Linked DNA regions of Mus musculus: regions 1, 2, 3, 4 and 5 are each linked to region 6. The links are chromatin contacts, called in public Hi-C and promoter capture Hi-C maps. All regions are on one chromosome and are shown on one strand. The core of a region is the stretch at or near the end of the contact, and the rest is flanking DNA. Distances in the headings are between cores, read along the strand shown.

Region 1 (2,700 bases), core at 151-2,650, 3.2 Mb after region 6:
TTAAGCCGGCATGGGGAGGTTTCAGCCAACACTTCGCTTTTCCTGGGTTTTAAAGCCTGGGAGGTTGTGAAACCGACGGAATTTATTTGATCTGCTAATTCACTTGGAGGAAAAAAAATACCCAGAAGGGTAGAGAGACGGCCACAGAATCATCGTTTTTAAAGACAATGGTGAAAGTGTTTGAGAATATTTTTGCCACTCACAGAATCCTATGACTTAGAAGGGGTAGGGGGTGTTTCTTTTATTCCGGTTGCCCCAAATTCTAGTTCCACTAAAATGCCGGAATTAGAGATTTTTCTTGCCCAAAGTAAGACCCGAAGCAACTAGGAATGGACTCATTGTCATATGACTGACAAGTCACTTGTGTGCAAACAGCACCCCCACACACACACACCCGCCGCGCAGTCAACAAGAAAAGCAGGTAAGAAAAACAAGGCAGGCATACGTGAATGATAAGAAATTATCCAGACGGAAAAGAAACTGCAAATGGCCTTGAATTCAAAAAGAACTACTGCGTTCCGCAAGCAAAATGTTAAGACTTTTAAATTTGGGACATACAAATATCAAAACAAAACCAAAATCCTTAAATCAAATCTTTTGGTAGTCAAGGCAAGCTCGTTCGTATGACAGGGTCCAGCTGTGGAGTTTGGAGCTGGTACAAACCCCAAACTTGTGCCAAGGGCTCAGGTCTGGATCGGTCAGAATAATTTGGGGTCCCCCCCCCCAGGTGTATGCTGCTCGTAAGCTCGGAATTAGCAAAACACGAAAAAAAAATGAAGAAATAAAAACGTAGTGGGAAGGAGAGCTCGCCTTCACACAAATGACAACTCTACTCCTCGCTCCCGAAGGCTCGCTCTACAGTGCCTTCATCATTCCAGGCAGCAGAAGGACATCTTAAGATCATTACTTTATATTTTTAATTAGGCAAATGCTAATCATCATTAAAAAGATGCACTTCCAAGCACACACCATCTTGCCTGCTCCTCCGCGCGACTCCCTCCTCGGCGTACCGGGCAGGTGAAAAAAAAAAAAAAATCCGTATTTACCTGTTGCCAATATTCCTCCAGGGACGGCAGAGCCGAGAAGTAGCCCGTTTCGTGCACAATCTGTAGTTCCTGGAAGATGCTACACATTGGGAGCACATCCATGTCGGGTTGGAAAAGACAGTCCTCGCTGTCGGGAAAACAGGGAGGTGAACGATCAGGAGTCCGAGCAGAAACTGTTCCCGGGAGCGCAGGTGAAAGTTTCATGCAAACTGGATGGCGCTGCAATCGGACGCCGGGTCCGGACCCTCCCGCAGCCCGCAGCGCGCCGAGCCCACGCAATATTTGCAAACAGCGGACTGACTGCAAGCGTAACCCCTGCAAAACTTCCCTATTCAAAGCTCCGCTGCCAGCCTCCCCCCTCCTCCCCCGCTTGGCTCCCCCCTTCTCCCCCCACGTGACCAGCTTGGAGCTCCGCCCCCCACGGTACCCAATCCTGCCGCTCCTGTACCCGGGGCTGCGCGACGATGATGTCAGCTCGCACCAATCGCCGGTGCGGACACACAGCGGCCCCGCCTGGCGTGACCGAGCCTCTTCATTAAAGGCCTCCTTATTGGTGCAATTCGAACTCGGCCTGCGCTGATTGGAAAGACGTCTCACAGGCTATTTTTAGCAGGGTATATAAGGCGAGGGCTACGGCGCACCGAAGGAGTCGGCGCTGGGAGGTGTACAGCCCAACGTTGCAGAAGTGCGGCCGGAGCGGCCGGAGCTGGGGGAGCCTAGCCGGGCAACCGGGCACCTGTCCCCGCCGCCCGGCTGCCCGGTTGCACCTTCTGATCCGGTCACACGGACCGGCACCCCCCAAAAAGACCAAAGATAGCAGACATATTCCCGATCCCCCTCATTTCCTCCCGCTGGGTTCCCGTGTTCCCGGATCCTTCCCTGACCCTCCATTCTCCTTGGTCCCTTGATTTCTCTCTTTGTTCGGAGTCCCCTCCATACTCAGAGATGCAGAGGTGCCCCGGGGTGGGCGCAAACGTGCCCGCAGGTTTCCCTGTGGCGATGGGACAATAAGACCGAACAGCAGGGGGACTTGGTACTCCAGAGTCACTGTGTGGTAGTTTCTGTCTAGGACGGAGGATGACAGGAGCCTGAGACCAAAATACCCCCACTTCTTACGCAGGCAGAGAGGGGGAAACGGTAGAGCATCTCAAAAGCCCCCTACCTGACCAGTGTGTCAAAAACACTCAGTTCTCAGGAATGAATTTTACCCACTCAAAAGTTGAAAATGCAGCTTTTAAGATCGCATCCGTGACCTGGCGCCATGGCCACACTGTACTTGGAGACCTGGACATTCACAGCTTAAAACTCCCCTTTTTCTTGTTGCACAGTTTTAATTCAAAGAAGATGCAGATTTTGCTGCTAATGGGGTTTAAATCTGTTTATCTCGTAGAAGGCAGTCTCGGAGATGTCTCACCAAGGTTAACAGGCTTTCCCATGGATGTGTAAACAATTCAAATTAGGTTGAAGATGACAATTTTTTTCATACAAATTATCTACCAAAGCACACCATGATATCTAAAAAAAAAAAAAAAAAAAACGAGCGACTAAAATTTTTGAATAAAAATCCAATTATAACAACTTCGAATATAATTTTTAATGAATAGTATCCTTTTAAAAGTTGTCAAGTACGTAAAATAAGCTGAGGGGAGTTTTT
Region 2 (2,740 bases), core at 170-2,669, 5.0 Mb before region 6:
ACCAGCTTTCCGTTTTACGATTTAAGACGCTTTAATGTGTGCAGTTGTTCCTTCGGCTCCATGCAAAAGGTGCTGTTCTGTTTGGGAAACCTGAACAGCTTGGGTGAGGTTATCTCCTAACTGACTCCATAACTTCGAAACACACAGCCTGTGGATGTTCGCTCCAGCTGACCCTGTCAGGGAAAGCTCCACACCGAGCCACTCCACACACACACACACACACACACACACACACACCTGCCTCTGCAAAACTCGCAGGCCTGCTACAGCCCCGACACTTCCTGAATTCGAAAGCCACTCAAACTGGCTAAGTGACGCCTTACCTTCATGGTGACTCTGGGGCCGCGATCCCCACGGCGACACCAGCTTCACCTGCACCTGGAGGGGAAACAAAGACACCGGGTCAGCACCACCGGCACCACCACCACCCCCGCCCCAGGCCGTAGGGGCGGGGGCGGCACCGAGCGGGGCCAGGAGCCCCGAGCAGGCACGCGCCATCCCACCGCCCCTACCGCCCCCACCGCCCGCCGCCCCATTGTCGCGACTCCACGGACTTTTCCCCCGTCCTCCACGATGACGCCATTTCTGTCAGAAGAAAACTCACAACAAGCCCAGGGTCCGGCGCGGCCTGAAGCGCGGCTGCGACCGTCCAAGCCTACGGAACCGCGATGCCCGGAGCCCCCGGACTGAGCCCTCGGTGAACCGGCGGGCCCTTGGGCTGCGGAGGCTCGGCCCCACAGCGTCCGCCCGCGTCCCGCCCGAGCCAAGGCCCACAAGTGGGAGCCGGGACCGGGCACCGAGGACATCCAGCTCCCAGCACGGCGGCCCGAGGCCGCCGGGCCCACGGTGCGGCCCGGGTAGGGCGGCTCCGGCTCGGCGCGGCGGGGGGCGGGGGTCCCAGGAGGCCGAGGCCCCGCTGCGAGCGCCGACTCAGCCCCGTTGCCATCTGCCCCGATGCGCGGCCCGGCCCGGAGCTTCCCCCATAGAAAAGAATGTCCCTACCTCGGGCACAGACGAGGTCTGAGCCCTGCGGCCAGAGCCCCCTGATCCGCCTCCCCCCACCCCCAACACCAGCAGGCCTGTGGGGAGAGAGAGCGAAGGAGCTGCGGGTCCGCCGGCGGCCGGGACTCCGGCTCCGACTCCTCCTCCTCCCGTGGCGGCGACTGGTACCTTTGTTTGGCGGCCGCTCCGGCTCCCTCGCGGGGGGAGGGGGGCGACAAAAAAATCCCTCTCGGACGGAGGTCCGGGCCCCGGTCTCACAGCCCTCCAGAGGAACACGGCGGCCGACCTTCAGCGGCTCCCTCCGGGCAGAAGTCCAGGCGGTGGCCGTCGCGGCGGCAAACTGCGGCTCGAGACTCTCCCTCCGCTCCAGCGCCCGAGCTCCTCACTCCGGACTCGACTGACGGGCAAACATCGCTTTCCCCCCTCTCTGGCCCCCCTGCCCCTTCTCCCCTCCCCTCGGCCCTTTGCCCCTCCCCTACCTCTTTCCCGGATGCCTCTCAGACGACCTAGGATTGGGTAGGATTCTTTGGAGCCCGCCTCTTCCAAGTTTCTATTGGTTTGAGCGATGCAAACAACGACGCCATTTACCCACCAGTTCTATGGAAACAGAAAGTTATCCCTCAATACTTTCTGGGAATTGTAGTCCAGTCTTCTAGGCCAATCGGTAAACTGACGGACATTAGAACTACCAAGACCGCAATGCCCACTTGCCTGCGTTCGACGAGAGAGGGGAGGGGAAGGAGGCGCGGCCATGAGGCAGAGGGGAGGTGGCATACGACGCCTGCGCAGTGTGATAGGGATGGCGTATTTTCTTGCACTGAGTGCTGCGGCGTCGCTGGCCGCTGAGGAGGGCAGAGATTTCTGTGTGAAATAGTGGGAGGGCTCCAAGGAAGCCTCTTGAAGAGCCGCAGTCAGAACAATAAATTGAGAAGTCGATGTGGGCACTGCTAGTCTCGTACCGGCGGCGGCTTCAAGTCTGAGATCATCGTGGAACCGTGAGCAACAGCGCGGTGGCAGGGGGGACCCGGATGGGGAGCGGGGGAGGGGGCGGTACGGAGGAGGAAGCAGTAAGGAGGGAGAGAGGACCCGGATGCTGACCCGGCTCGGAGTGACTGCCGGCCGGGTGCTGGGATGAGGGGAGGCAGAGGAGCTCGGAAAGAGTGGAAGGGCCACCGGTGCAGCGCAGGGAAGAAGCCCGCCTGCGAGCTTATTACAGCTATGCCTGTGTGGAGCCCTTTCTTTTCCTTCAGAGCCATCGCCCCCCGGGGCTTGGAGTCAAAGGTTCTTGCTATGCGCCTAACAGCTGAGCTCGGTGACCCATATCTGTGTCGCTAGTCTCAAGCCAGAGCCGGCCTATTTTAAAAAGAGAGAGAGATACTTTGCATGAAATTTTCAATATTGTATGAATGTTTGATGCTCAGAGTTCACCCTCTGAGATGTTAGAAGTCCTCATGTGGAAAGAGGGGATGTATAACTTCCTGAACGGAAGTCTAGTCAAAATGAAACCTGATAGGAGGACCTTTGGCTTCGAGAGGTATAGAAAGGTTTTCCTGAGAGTGTGAGAACTAAGCTTGACTCAAGAAGCCAGCCAGAGTTACTAAGGGAAGTCCCTAAAGGAAAGGAAACCTGTTTCAGGAAAAAGACTTCCCAGTAGGAAGAACTGAGGCCCAGAGAGGTGAGGTAGGAATTTTGATCCAGTACCCTGGAGACTGAAACAGGATGACCCTGTCTTCAAAAA
Region 3 (2,747 bases), core at 112-2,611, 3.5 Mb before region 6:
AATATGTAGGCCAGCGTCCAACCTGCGGCAATCCTACTGTTTTTCCTACTGTTTGTGTTTTTTACCCCTGAGAGCTGAGGCTACAGGTGTATGCCACTGTTCCTAGCTGTTTATTTTTATCAAATCATTCAAGAGAACTCACACATGGACACAAACAGAATATTCTTGTATTCTAGGACTTCATGCTGGACACCATAACACCATGAACAAGGCAGAAAAACATGTTTACACGGTTACTCTCACAGTTACCATCATTTTTTTTTCTCTTAGCAATGAGTGTTAATTGCTTCAAACTGCATGCCCCTCATTATCAGGCCATCTGAGACACTTTTGTTTTTCTTCGGTTTTGGCTCTTCGAGCTAGCACTTTGCAGCAGGTGCAGACAAGATATAGCAGCATCTGGCAACCTGTTCAAACCTTCCTCACTAAAAGAGGCAGAGCTAACCTATCTCTTTTCAAGGCAAGAGGCTGTGCTTTGGCTTTCGAGTATGTAGTGAACACTTCAGTAATACCTGCCTAACCAAGGCAACGTCAAAGTCTACCGGACTGTCCAGCCAGCAAGCCTCACTATAGACTTAAGAAGCCCACAGTAGGGGCCTAGGCCCTCCAGTGTCATAACTGGGCTCACCTGGCATGCCACTTTGCATACGTAGGACAGGTGGATAATTATAAAGCGGGTAATGCCTATAGCTATCTCTAGAGCACAAGTTCAAGGAAATGAAGTAATGCCCCCTCTAGCCCAGGAAGAGGATGGAGGGTCTGCCTCCCTGTCATCTGAGGGAAGGATGTCAGAGGTTTGTGTCCCCAACACCTTCACCACTCAAGACTTGTGTCTCCCCGTCACCATCACAAAGATAAAGCCGCTAGCGCTTACTGGCCGTCACCATCTTCCTCTTCCGTAAACCATCACCACGCGTGTCGTGTCCCCGCGCCCGCCGCGCTTTACAGACGTTTCCCGCACTAGCCGGCGCGGTTCTCAATCCCTGGCTGGCCACTCGCACCTGCACCTCGGCCTCTCGGCGACGCCGGCGTGACCCGTCCCCTGCCTTTGGTCCTCGGGCTTACCTGAGTCTTGACCAGACTTGAGAGGAAGCTCAGGGTGACAAGCAGTTGCACCGCGGCCGCCGCCCCCTGCCCAGTAACGGCCCGGCGGAACCCCGGACTCATGGTGACCTCGGCCGCTGCCGTCGCCTCGGCCGATCGGGGCTGGGGAACGACGGCCCGCCGCGACGACGACAGCAGGGGGCAGTGCCTGGGAGCCGGGAGCCTCCAGGACCCGGGGTCTGAGCGCCGGTCTCGGGCAAGGAACACTCTACCGTTCGCAGCAGCAGCGACTGATGTACCAGTGCTGCGCGCCCCCGCTTCATCCCAGGAGGCCCCGCCCCCGGCGTCCTCAGTTATGATCACGCCCTCTGCGCAAAGCCTTCTGGGAGTTGTAGTCCCTGTAGCCCCTTGGGGCCCCCCCACAGTGGGAAGGTCTTGAAAATGGAGAACTACAGGCTCGGAGGTCGCTCTGCCTCCCTGAGGCGGGGCTCCGCGGCGGCCAATGAGGCGGGACCACGAGGCCTCCAAAACACCCAGGAGCAGGCGGGAGAGTGGGTGCTGTTTTAGGGGTTGGCCTGAGGTGGTGGAACCTCTGTTTCGTCGCTCTGAGAAACAAGACTGTCCACCCCCATCCCCGCAGGTCTTCAGGCACTATGCCAATAGCTCTTTGTCACCGCTTGACCTACTGGGGCCAGGATTTTCTCGCCAGGCCGGCCGAATCTTTGACTTGCTATTCCCAAGAGCTTTCTTTGCCTTTTTTCTCACCTCTGCAGCTACCTAAAACCACCTGGCATCTTGTCAGGAAGTCTTCAGCACCTCCTTCATGTCACATGCCCCAGAAGTATCATTGCTTGGTGTCTCCACTACTCCTCTACCAACACCAGAAAATCTATAATACATTTTAAAGGATGAAGGAAAACCCCAGTCTATACAGTGAAAAACGAAGAATCGGGATAAACGCACAGAAAAGCTTAAAGGGACATAGACTATCCCAAATGTAACACATTCTAGATGGTTTTGTGGTCTTAATTACACCTCAAATATTGTTCTGGGATTATGTAAGGTTATGTACATAAGCTTCCTGTAGTCCCTAGCAAATAAGTGATCAATTAATGGTAATCGCTAACTTTACCGATATTCCTGAGTTATAGGAAACTTACATTCAGTAGTATGTATCAATTTGTCATTGTTGATGTAACAAATGACCAGAAGGGTAGTGATTGAAAACAACCCCAATGTATTATCTTACATTCTGGAAGCCAGAAAACTAAAACAAACTGCATCCATTTGGAATATTCTAGAGAATAATGTTTCCTTGCTTTTTCTAGCTTCTATGGCCAATCAAATTCCTAGATTCAGGACCTCACATGACACAGTGGCATAGCCTGCTTTTGTCGTCTGTGCTTTCTGACCCTATCTCTCTTGTGTCCCTACATATAAAGACTTTCGATTGCATGGTGCTCACCCGGATAACCCAGGCAATTTCCTGATCTCAAAATCCTTAATCACATCTTCAAAATCTCCTCTGGCCTCTCTGGTAACATGAGAACATTCGCATCCATGATTCCATCTAGACCCACTGCATGATCTGTAGGGTCAGCCAGAAATGAAAGTCCAGGGGAAATGAGAAGACTTTTAAGGCGGAGACAACAGAACAATAAACCAGTCCAAGACCCTGGAACTTCACAGGCCATCTTCCCATG
Region 4 (2,700 bases), core at 199-2,698, 3.4 Mb before region 6:
AAGACAGCCCAACTGTATATGTGGTTTCTAACAACCAAACCTCAGAAATGAATTCCATCTCTGCGTGGAGTATAGAAGGAACCACAGACCAAACCTCAAAGTAGACTCCCTGAGAAAATACCCTTTCTAAATTAATTTCCCTACCTTACCTGAGCCTTTGTGGCCTCCTCTCTAAAGACCCAACTCTTCCATGGCAGCATCTTATGGAGAATACAAACCAACCCCAAGAGTGCCGTGAGCCTCAGAACCACAGAGCAGCCTGGGGGGCACCACAAAGATACATTGGCATTTGCTGTCTCCCTGAAATGTTCAGTTTATTAATTAATCTGAATTGGGTAATTTGTTAATGAAATTGTCCAGCAAATACTGAAATAATCTTTCTTTTCTTACTTCCTCCTCCTCCCCCCTTCCTCCTCTTTTTTAATAAAGCCCCACACCATAAAGTTCTTGGTGGTCTCAAACTCCAGACTCCCCTCCTGCCTCAGTCTCTTGTGTGCTGGGATTACAACGTATATCATCAGGCTGGGGCTTATGCATGCCAGGCACTCTACTACTGACCTACATCCTTGGCTGGCATCTCCTTTAAACTCCTTTTTTAAAAAGAAAATAGTTCTATGCTTATGTCCAAGGCAGATATAGATTATGTGCTTCCTTTCAGAGATTCCTATTAAATGTAACGTGTCTGTAACCTTTGTATATGGCACATAGTGAAGATGCTGCCACTAGAGCTGGAGAGGCAGCTTAGCCTTGAAAGTGCTACCACTTTTGCAAAAGACCCAAGCTCAGTTCCTAGCAAGGCCACAACCACCAGCAACTCCACCTTTAGGGGAGCTACCACCGTCTTCTAGACCCTGTAGGCACTGTACTTGTGTGTTCATACCCCTCACCCCCAATATGATTTAAAAAATAATAGAAATAACTTAAACTTTTAAATAAAATATAGCCATTTTAAAAGATCAGATTCGCCATGCAGTGGTGGCACATGCCTTTAACCCCAGCACTTGGCAGGCAGAGGCAGGTGGATTTCTGAGTTCTACAGAGTGAGTTCCAGGACAGCCAGGGCTATACAGAGAAACCCTATCTCGAAAAAACCCAAAAAACAAAAAACAAAAAAATAAAAAAATAAAAGATCAGATTCTCTGCTCTTAATTAGAATAAAATCCCATTTAAGCTAAATCTTAATTCGTTTAAGGGCCCATGGGTTCTGCATTTCTAACAGAACCGTATACTGTTTTTTTGGTTTTTGCTTTTTCCTTCAGAGGAGTAAACCAGAGACCTCAAGACTGACTTTTCTTCCCGCTCCTTTGTGTAGTGCTCACCCAGGAGGTCAGGCAGTAACTAATGCCAAAGAAACATCAAATTAGAAAGTGCTAGCGTGTGCGGTCATGCCGCCGTTCAGGCTGCCTGAAGATTAGGAAACTGTTCAAACATCAAATCGCCGGCAGGCGTCTCAGCCCGGGCCTGTGCAAGGAGCACGCTGGGAGTGCTTTGGTGTCCCAGCTGAGGACGAGATTAGGAGCCGGGAAAGCCACCCGCGCGTGCGGCAGCCAGGGGAAGGCTAGCTGAAAGGCTCTCCCAGTTGCGATCGCGTGGGACCTCCGTGGTAAGACCAGGGTTCTACGCCCTAGGTACCAGCAGGGCAAGTGCTCCGGGGGCCCCTCGGTGTCCTCTCGTGCCCAACCGCAACCCACGGAATCCTCTCCAGAGTTCTGGAGAGACTCGCGCCGGGAAGGGGCTTTGCTAATTGCAGGAAGTGAGCACGAGGAAGAAGTGGCAGAGATCAAGAAGAGGAAAGGGAGGAGGAGGAGCAGCAGCAGCAGCAGGGCAGAGCGCAGACAGAGTCGCGCATTACCACGCAAGAGGTTGGGTCCCTGCGATCCTGCTGTTCTCAGGGGTCCTAGAGACTGTCCACCCCTGCTCGGACACTCATCTGTCCTCTCCTGGTCTTCATGGCTTCTCCGGACGACCCTCTGCGCTCAGGTAAAGCGGCAAGGTGCCGCGCCCTCACTTGGGGTGTGACCACCAGCTGGATTAATGAGACTGAAAGACTGAACTTCAGTCATCCCCTGGGAGCGGTTTTTTTTTTCTTTCTTTCTTCCTTCCTTCCTTTCTTTCTTTCTTTCTTTCTTTCTTTCTTTCTTTCTTTCTTTCTTTCTTTTTTTTTTTTTTTTTTCTTTTGGACACCAGGGCGCCAGATGTGTGTCAGGCTGGATGGGAACAGCTGCGGCACGCGTCTTACCTCTCCCGATCCTACCCCTGCGCTTGCCCCTCTGTGAGCAGCAGCTGATCGCTCGCTTCCTGCACACTGCAAGGTGTGCGTGGTCCCTCTCCCCACGCGGAGGCCCGGCCGAGCGCTTTTGTTCTGGGCCACGCGGGTGCCTGGTTGAAACAAGTCAGCCAACCTTTGATAGAAAAGAACATAGGAGGGAGGATTCTGCACCCCCTTCCTTCCAGGCTCTCCCTTGCTTTCCACTCGCACATTTCCTTGTTCGTCTTCTCCCTCCTAGCTTCACTTTGCTGAGATGTGTTTGCTTCTGTGCAAGTCTTAACCTCTCCGAGCCACTATTCAACTATTATACTGTCCACAGAGCCACGAGGCTGAGCCCACATGCGCAATCCCCACCTGTGGAGGTCTCTAGTCCCCGTAGTACATTAAAAATGTGCTTTGATATCTGAGGTCAGAATCTAGATTTTTCTATC
Region 5 (2,700 bases), core at 32-2,531, 3.3 Mb before region 6:
AATGAAGGTTTAGCTACCTGTGAATCAGCCATTCCAGACACTTCTGCGCTGGCTTGAGGAGGAAATAAGGAGACAAGTGAAGGAGGAACGATGAAATGTTTTCATCCAGCTGCTTGTTCACTGCTTTGGTCTGGACGCTGCGCTCCAAGCCTTTTGCCAGCTGGCTGAACAATGGCGCTTCAAACTGTTCAAAGGCAGGGTCAATCCCAAGAAGCTCCTCCAGGCCAGTGCATCCTAGGAGGAGAGTCACGTGTAACTTCTTTGTAGGCAAACCCAACAGATACTCTCCTGTTCTCCTCACCCCCAAGCTCATGAACTCTGTTACCATGTGTTAGACACTCTCAAACACTGGCTTTAGTTGTTAACATATAGGATAAATCTGACCCCCACTCACTAGGAGAAAAGAAAGTACTTCATGACAAGAACTCCACCCGAGCCCTTCTTTTTAGTCATTAAAACTACATCTAGTTCTGAAAGTCTCCTCTCACACCACAGTCATTGTCTCGGTTTCTTTACTTTTCTTCCTTTTTACATATTAGTTAGTTTGTGAAATTTCAGATACCATTATTTATAAATACATTCACACATCTAGCAGTATTGCTGTTTCCCACCCCCTTACCAAGAAAACAAGGTACTGCTCGGGAAGCGAACGGGGGGGGGGGCAAGAAAATACAGAACCTCCCCCCCCCCCAACTCCCCGATATCATGCTCTGGGAGCTTTGCTAAGTGAAAGGTGGCTCACCGATGGCAAAGGCGGTGTCCCTGTCGATTGTGGCCGCCTCCTTGGGGTCAAATAACAGAGAGGCAACTTCACGTCTCGATAGGAGGCTGGGATCAGTTTGAGGGAGGGCGAGTCGCTGGAGCTGCTGGGCTAAGGACGTCATCTTGCACGGAGGCGGATGTCTCAAAACACCGGCTAAGAACGAACAGCGTGAAAAGTTTTTAGGAAACGTCAGGCGCCTTAACAGATGGCAGGCCAGGGCTCATGCTCTGGCAATACAGCGCTCAGTCCTTTCGAGGACACAGAAACTTGCTTCCCCGACCCTCCAGGACCCACCACAGCAATTGCGTTAACTACGCCTCCGCAGCACCAGCTTTCCCCAGCTCTGCACCACGACCTCACGGCCCACCCGGCCACCCGTTCCAAGTCACGGCCGCGCCTAGCCGCACCGTGCTCCTCCTCACCCTGAACTCGGAATATCAGCAGGATTAGACAGCTAACAACTCCTCAGATCAGCTCCCACATGGTGCCGGCACTGTCCCGGAACTCTAAAGCACGCCTCATAGGAACTTCCGGCTTCTCACTACGGCAAGAGAAAAGGGACACCTTTGTAGAAAACGCAATACAACGGCCCCGCCTCCGTGACTCTAAGTTCCGCCTATTCAGGCCAGCCATTTAATTCCCCGCCTACTTTCCCCTCTAAGGGCCTGAACCTCAAAGCCCCACCCTCCGCTCGCTCATCCAGTTAAGCTCCGCCTTCCATCCGCACCTCTTTCCAAGACACCACATTTATTCCACGCCCCTCCTTTAAGCTCCACCCTCACGAAAATGTGCTAAGCCACGCCTACAGTACCTCCCCCTTCTTTCCAGAAAGCCACCTATAAGTCCCGCCCCTCCGCTCCTTGGTGCTACAGCTCGCTTCTCTAGGTACCCGACGCCTCGCTCAGTGTTGCTATGTGCCTTCAGGCTTAGGTCTGGGATTCTTTTTCCCCAACCGCCTTTGGGAGCTTTACGGGTGTGTAGCAGGAACCGGTCATTCACGAGATACTTATCCAGCCTGCGAGGGGCTGAAGCGCGGGAAGCCGCGTTTCTAATTCTAATGCTACCCGAGGAGGGCACAAACCTAACGTGAGTTGTAGTTCTCAGTGCAATCTGGTTGCTCTGTAAGTAGTAAACACTCGCTGAACGCAGTTACTGACAACCTTATCACCTTTGCCTTGTCTGCAGTCCTAGGGAGTGGTGTTTTTCTTATTCTGTTATTATTATTATTAGAAACATGACATTTTAATTTTTTTAAGTGAAAATAACTTTTTTCAAGATGGGAGGTGGCGGCTCACTTCTTTAATTCCAGCTCGAGGGAGGCAGAGGCAGTCAGATCTGAATTCGAGGCAAGCCTGATTTGTGGAGTGAGTTTCAGAATATCCAGAGCTGCACAGAGAAACCTTGTCTCAAAAACAAACAAAAAACAAAAACAAAAAATACACAAAACTTTTTTGTTTTCATATTCTGGTTACAGTTTCGTTCCACAACTCTTCCCAGATCCTCCAACACTTCCCCTTCCACCCAAATCCACACCGTTTTTTCTCTTTCTTATTTAGGGTACAAACATACGATGATGACGACGAAGGCGATAGGCAAAATAAAAACAAACATCAGAATAAGACAAAACAAAGAGAAGAAAAAAGTGCCAAAGAAAAAGCTCAAGAAACACATATAGAAAGAGACATACCTGCTTATACACACAGAAAGCTTATAAAAATGCAAAACCAGAAACGGAGATATATACGCAAAGGACCTATAAGGAGGGGAAAAGATGCCCTGACAAAGAATTATGAGGCAAAAAAGGTCCAAAAATGCTACAGAGTTAGTTCAAGTTAGCTCATCTTACATTGTCCATATGGTAATTGGGACCTAGCCTTAGGTTTGCACAGTGAGTTAGCTCCACTGTAGAAAACTGATTTGTGAGTGATTGTCAGTGG
Region 6 (2,776 bases), core at 125-2,624:
TTAAAACTCCCTTGTTTGACTGTGTGCTACAAACTAATTCCACTGCAGCCATGGGAAGCCCTCCCGTTTGTTCAGTTATGGAAAACTTCAAAGTTTCAGTTTATGATTAAAACAAAGTATTCCAACGCCAGTGAGAAGGTCGCGAATGGAAGGCAGATTGAGATCATTTTTCTCCGGGTCGTTTTCTCACATTTCGAGTCAGTCCAAATTCAAAGCCACCTTACACCAAAAAACGAGGGGGTTAACAAGATTACATTCACTGAAAGTCACAAGATGCAATGACCTCAACTCAACAAACTTCATGTTCTACTATACACCACTGAGAAGCAGGTGGTTAAGAGGTTCCTGGCCGGTTACCATGAGTCTTCACATTTAATTTTTATTTCTTAACTATCTCAAAGTCGGACCCGCTCAAGTCTATCAAGTGTATGGGGGAAAAGGGAGCAGCATTCCAAACACACACTCGAGCAACAGGATCCTAACTTCCTGGTTCTAAAGGAATGCGATTCCCTAATGAGCCACCTCTCCCCGCAGCAGCGAGCGCGGCTGTCTGGCCGGTCTCCGGCGGGACCGAGGGGGGCGAGGCCCCGGGCGCCGCACTGCGGGTCCCCGGGGCCCGCCCGCCTGCCCTCGGGGCGATGGTGGCCTGCGACCCCAGCCCATTCTCCTCGGGCTGCATAGGCAAACCCCCAAGAGCCTGGGAGACGCGGCCTCCGGGAAGACTCTGCACACGTCTCACTTCGCTCCAGTCCTCCCCGGCCAGGGCCGTGTCAGTCAGGTCTGACCCCGGCCCGCAGGTCCTCCCAGGTCCAGCCTACCCCGGGCTATCGGGGCCACAGTCCAGCCTGCCCTGCCGCTCCCTCCGCGGCACTGCCCCTCTTTCTGTCCTCCCCAGCGCCGGCCCCAGCCCGGCCCTGTGCCGTTCCCCTCCCCGCCCGGGCCCGGCCCTGCCCGCCACTGGCCCCGTCCCTCCGGGAAGATGGCGGCCCGGTGACAGGCTGGTGGAGGCGCGGGTCCGAGCACGGGGCGCGGAGGGAGGCCGCCCCGTCGGTGACCGAGGACCGCCCCGCTCACCTGTCAGCCGCCCGCCCCGCCCGACCGGCCGCCCGCGGGCTCGTCGCCGCAGCCCCGGTGCCCGGCGACCGCGCAAAACACGCGGGGACGGCCGAGGAGGGAGACGGCAAGAAAAGGCGGCACGGCCGGGCCGGGCCGGAGACAGCAAAGAAGAGCGGGCGCGGACTTGGCAGCGACGGCAGCCGATCCTTCCTTTTTCGGGCCCGAAAATGTCTCAACCTCGAGACTCCAGATCCCCAACGCTCCTTCCCGTTCGCATGAGAACACACAGATCCCACTTCCGGGGCCCTGCGGAAGTCCCACCCCCGCGCGGCCCCGCGCCCTACCCCGGCGCCCTCACCCACCCGGCCCGCCGACTGGCGTTTGGCGCCCAGGAGAGCCTAGCGTCATGGAGGCGCTGCGTAGCGATTGGCTAAGAGGGGACGCGAGTCCTCCCTTCTACTTCCCCCGGCCTCTCGGCGCGCACCCATCTCGCGGCATCTGTGATTGGCGCGTGCGCGCACGACGCCAATTTCCCCCCCCACACCCCGCACCGCCCCGCGCCGCCCCACCCCGCCCCGCCCCGCCCTGAGCTGCTGCGCGCGCCGCACACCTCGTCTCTCCCCGCCCATTCTGCAAGCCCCGCCCTGTAGCAGTCGGAGCGCCAGTTGTAGGCAGCTTAGCATCTTATGAGCAAGTGCTGGGGTGTGGGGCGTCCCAGGCTGGTGGCGTCCTGAAAGCGCACCCCTCGCTCCGGACCCGCTGTCCCCAGGACCTGGACCCATGTCCGGCATTTCTCTACAGCTTCCCCGACTTCAGTATGGGACAAGAATGATTTGGATAAGCAAAGAAACCTGCTCTTGTCGCTTCCCAGAGAATTGAAAATACTAAAACCCTTCTTTTATCGATTTTCTTTTAAAAAAAAAAAAGAAAAAACGTATATTACATTTACTTTACTTAAAACTTGCTGCCTACTTATCTGCGTTTATTCGCCGGTTGCTTACTGTCTATAATTCATTATTCGAAGCCATACGAATTTTTCCCGAATGAAAAAGCTCTCTTGGAACAATATCCATGGTTACCATACCATACCATACCATACCATACCATACCATGGTTCTGCTCATTGGTTTCTAGGAACATTTTTCAAATACTGAAGAGTGCATTTTGGAAGAACCATCTTTGACTCTCCTGTATTGGGTCTTTTTTGTGGGAGTTTCTTCTCTTCCTCCCTCTGGGTCTTGATGCTCAAACTCTTGGTGTTTACACTTCAGAGCAAAGGCCTTAACCAAGTGAGCCACCTCACCCAGCCTCTATGTGACACCTTGTTGCAGTTACTAGGCTTAAGACTGTTTCCTAGTTAACTATTTCACAGGCATTCTCACAGTATTTAGTCTCATAGTAACTATTCTCACGGTATTTCTTCTTCAAAGACCAGTTCTCACTATTTTTACACAGGCTGGCTCCCTCGCATTGATTGTTTTGCCTCCCACCTCCCGAGTTGGAAGTACTGCCTGGCACTATGTGCCCTACTCATTGACGTGTCTCTAAAGATAATAAATTGTAAGTAAAGCTTGCCTCTGGTACTGGAAAGAATATACAACATTAGTACTATTAATGCTTTTCCCTTCCCTGGTAGTTCTGCCTGCTGTTAACACCTCGGGGTATTTGGTGTCCGTAAATGCAACTGGTACACCTAATCCAGAGTACCAACAGGTATGTC

What was found. Promoter capture Hi-C pulls out the DNA fragments that hold promoters and counts their contacts. Hi-C and Micro-C count contacts between places; a contact is called where the count stands out from the background.
Region 1: a contact with region 6 is called in a Hi-C map of B cells, with 5 read pairs. The contact joins the promoter of Klf6 here to the promoter of Larp4b in region 6. A contact is called at or near these places in 1 of 39 promoter capture datasets (pre-B cells) and 1 of 484 Hi-C or Micro-C datasets (B cells).
Region 2: a contact with region 6 is called in a promoter capture Hi-C map of pre-B cells. The contact joins the promoter of Arid4b here to the promoter of Larp4b in region 6. A contact is called at or near these places in 2 of 39 promoter capture datasets (cranial neural crest and pre-B cells).
Region 3: a contact with region 6 is called in a promoter capture Hi-C map of pre-B cells. The contact joins the promoter of Ero1b here to the promoter of Larp4b in region 6. A contact is called at or near these places in 2 of 39 promoter capture datasets (cranial neural crest and pre-B cells) and 1 of 484 Hi-C or Micro-C datasets (CD4 T cells).
Region 4: a contact with region 6 is called in a promoter capture Hi-C map of pre-B cells. The contact joins the promoter of Edaradd here to the promoter of Larp4b in region 6. A contact is called at or near these places in 2 of 39 promoter capture datasets (cranial neural crest and pre-B cells).
Region 5: a promoter capture Hi-C map of pre-B cells shows a contact between it and region 6. The contact joins the promoter of Heatr1 here to the promoter of Larp4b in region 6. A contact is called at or near these places in 5 of 39 promoter capture datasets (cranial neural crest, frontonasal cranial neural crest, hematopoietic stem and progenitor cells and 2 more), 1 of 484 Hi-C or Micro-C datasets (muscle stem cells) and 1 of 115 datasets of contacts at active chromatin or transcription factors (astrocytes).

Annotation. Positions count from the first base shown.
Region 1 is chr13:5,860,189-5,862,888 of GRCm38.p6, reverse strand. It overlaps Klf6 (Kruppel-like factor 6), which reads right to left and starts at 1,400. Exons shown (of 4, transcript NM_011803.2): 1 at 1,047-1,400. The coding sequence starts at 1,250.
Region 2 is chr13:14,062,463-14,065,202 of GRCm38.p6, reverse strand. It overlaps Arid4b (AT rich interactive domain 4B (RBP1-like)), which reads right to left and starts at 1,419. Exons shown (of 24, transcript NM_194262.2): 1 at 1,171-1,419; 2 at 324-378. The coding sequence starts at 329. Ggps1 (geranylgeranyl diphosphate synthase 1) reads left to right here and starts at 1,715. Exons shown (of 4, transcript NM_010282.3): 1 at 1,715-1,997.
Region 3 is chr13:12,564,497-12,567,243 of GRCm38.p6, reverse strand. It overlaps Ero1b (endoplasmic reticulum oxidoreductase 1 beta), which reads right to left and starts at 1,361. Exons shown (of 16, transcript NM_026184.2): 1 at 1,066-1,361. The coding sequence starts at 1,167.
Region 4 is chr13:12,519,198-12,521,897 of GRCm38.p6, reverse strand. It overlaps Edaradd (EDAR (ectodysplasin-A receptor)-associated death domain), which reads left to right and starts at 1,448. Exons shown (of 6, transcript NM_133643.4): 1 at 1,448-1,980. The coding sequence starts at 1,950.
Region 5 is chr13:12,393,956-12,396,655 of GRCm38.p6, reverse strand. Heatr1 (HEAT repeat containing 1) reads right to left here and starts at 1,281. Exons shown (of 45, transcript NM_144835.4): 1 at 1,186-1,281; 2 at 743-916; 3 at 18-234. The coding sequence starts at 884.
Region 6 is chr13:9,092,479-9,095,254 of GRCm38.p6, reverse strand. Larp4b (La ribonucleoprotein domain family, member 4B) reads right to left here and starts at 1,374. Exons shown (of 18, transcript NM_172585.3): 1 at 1,075-1,374.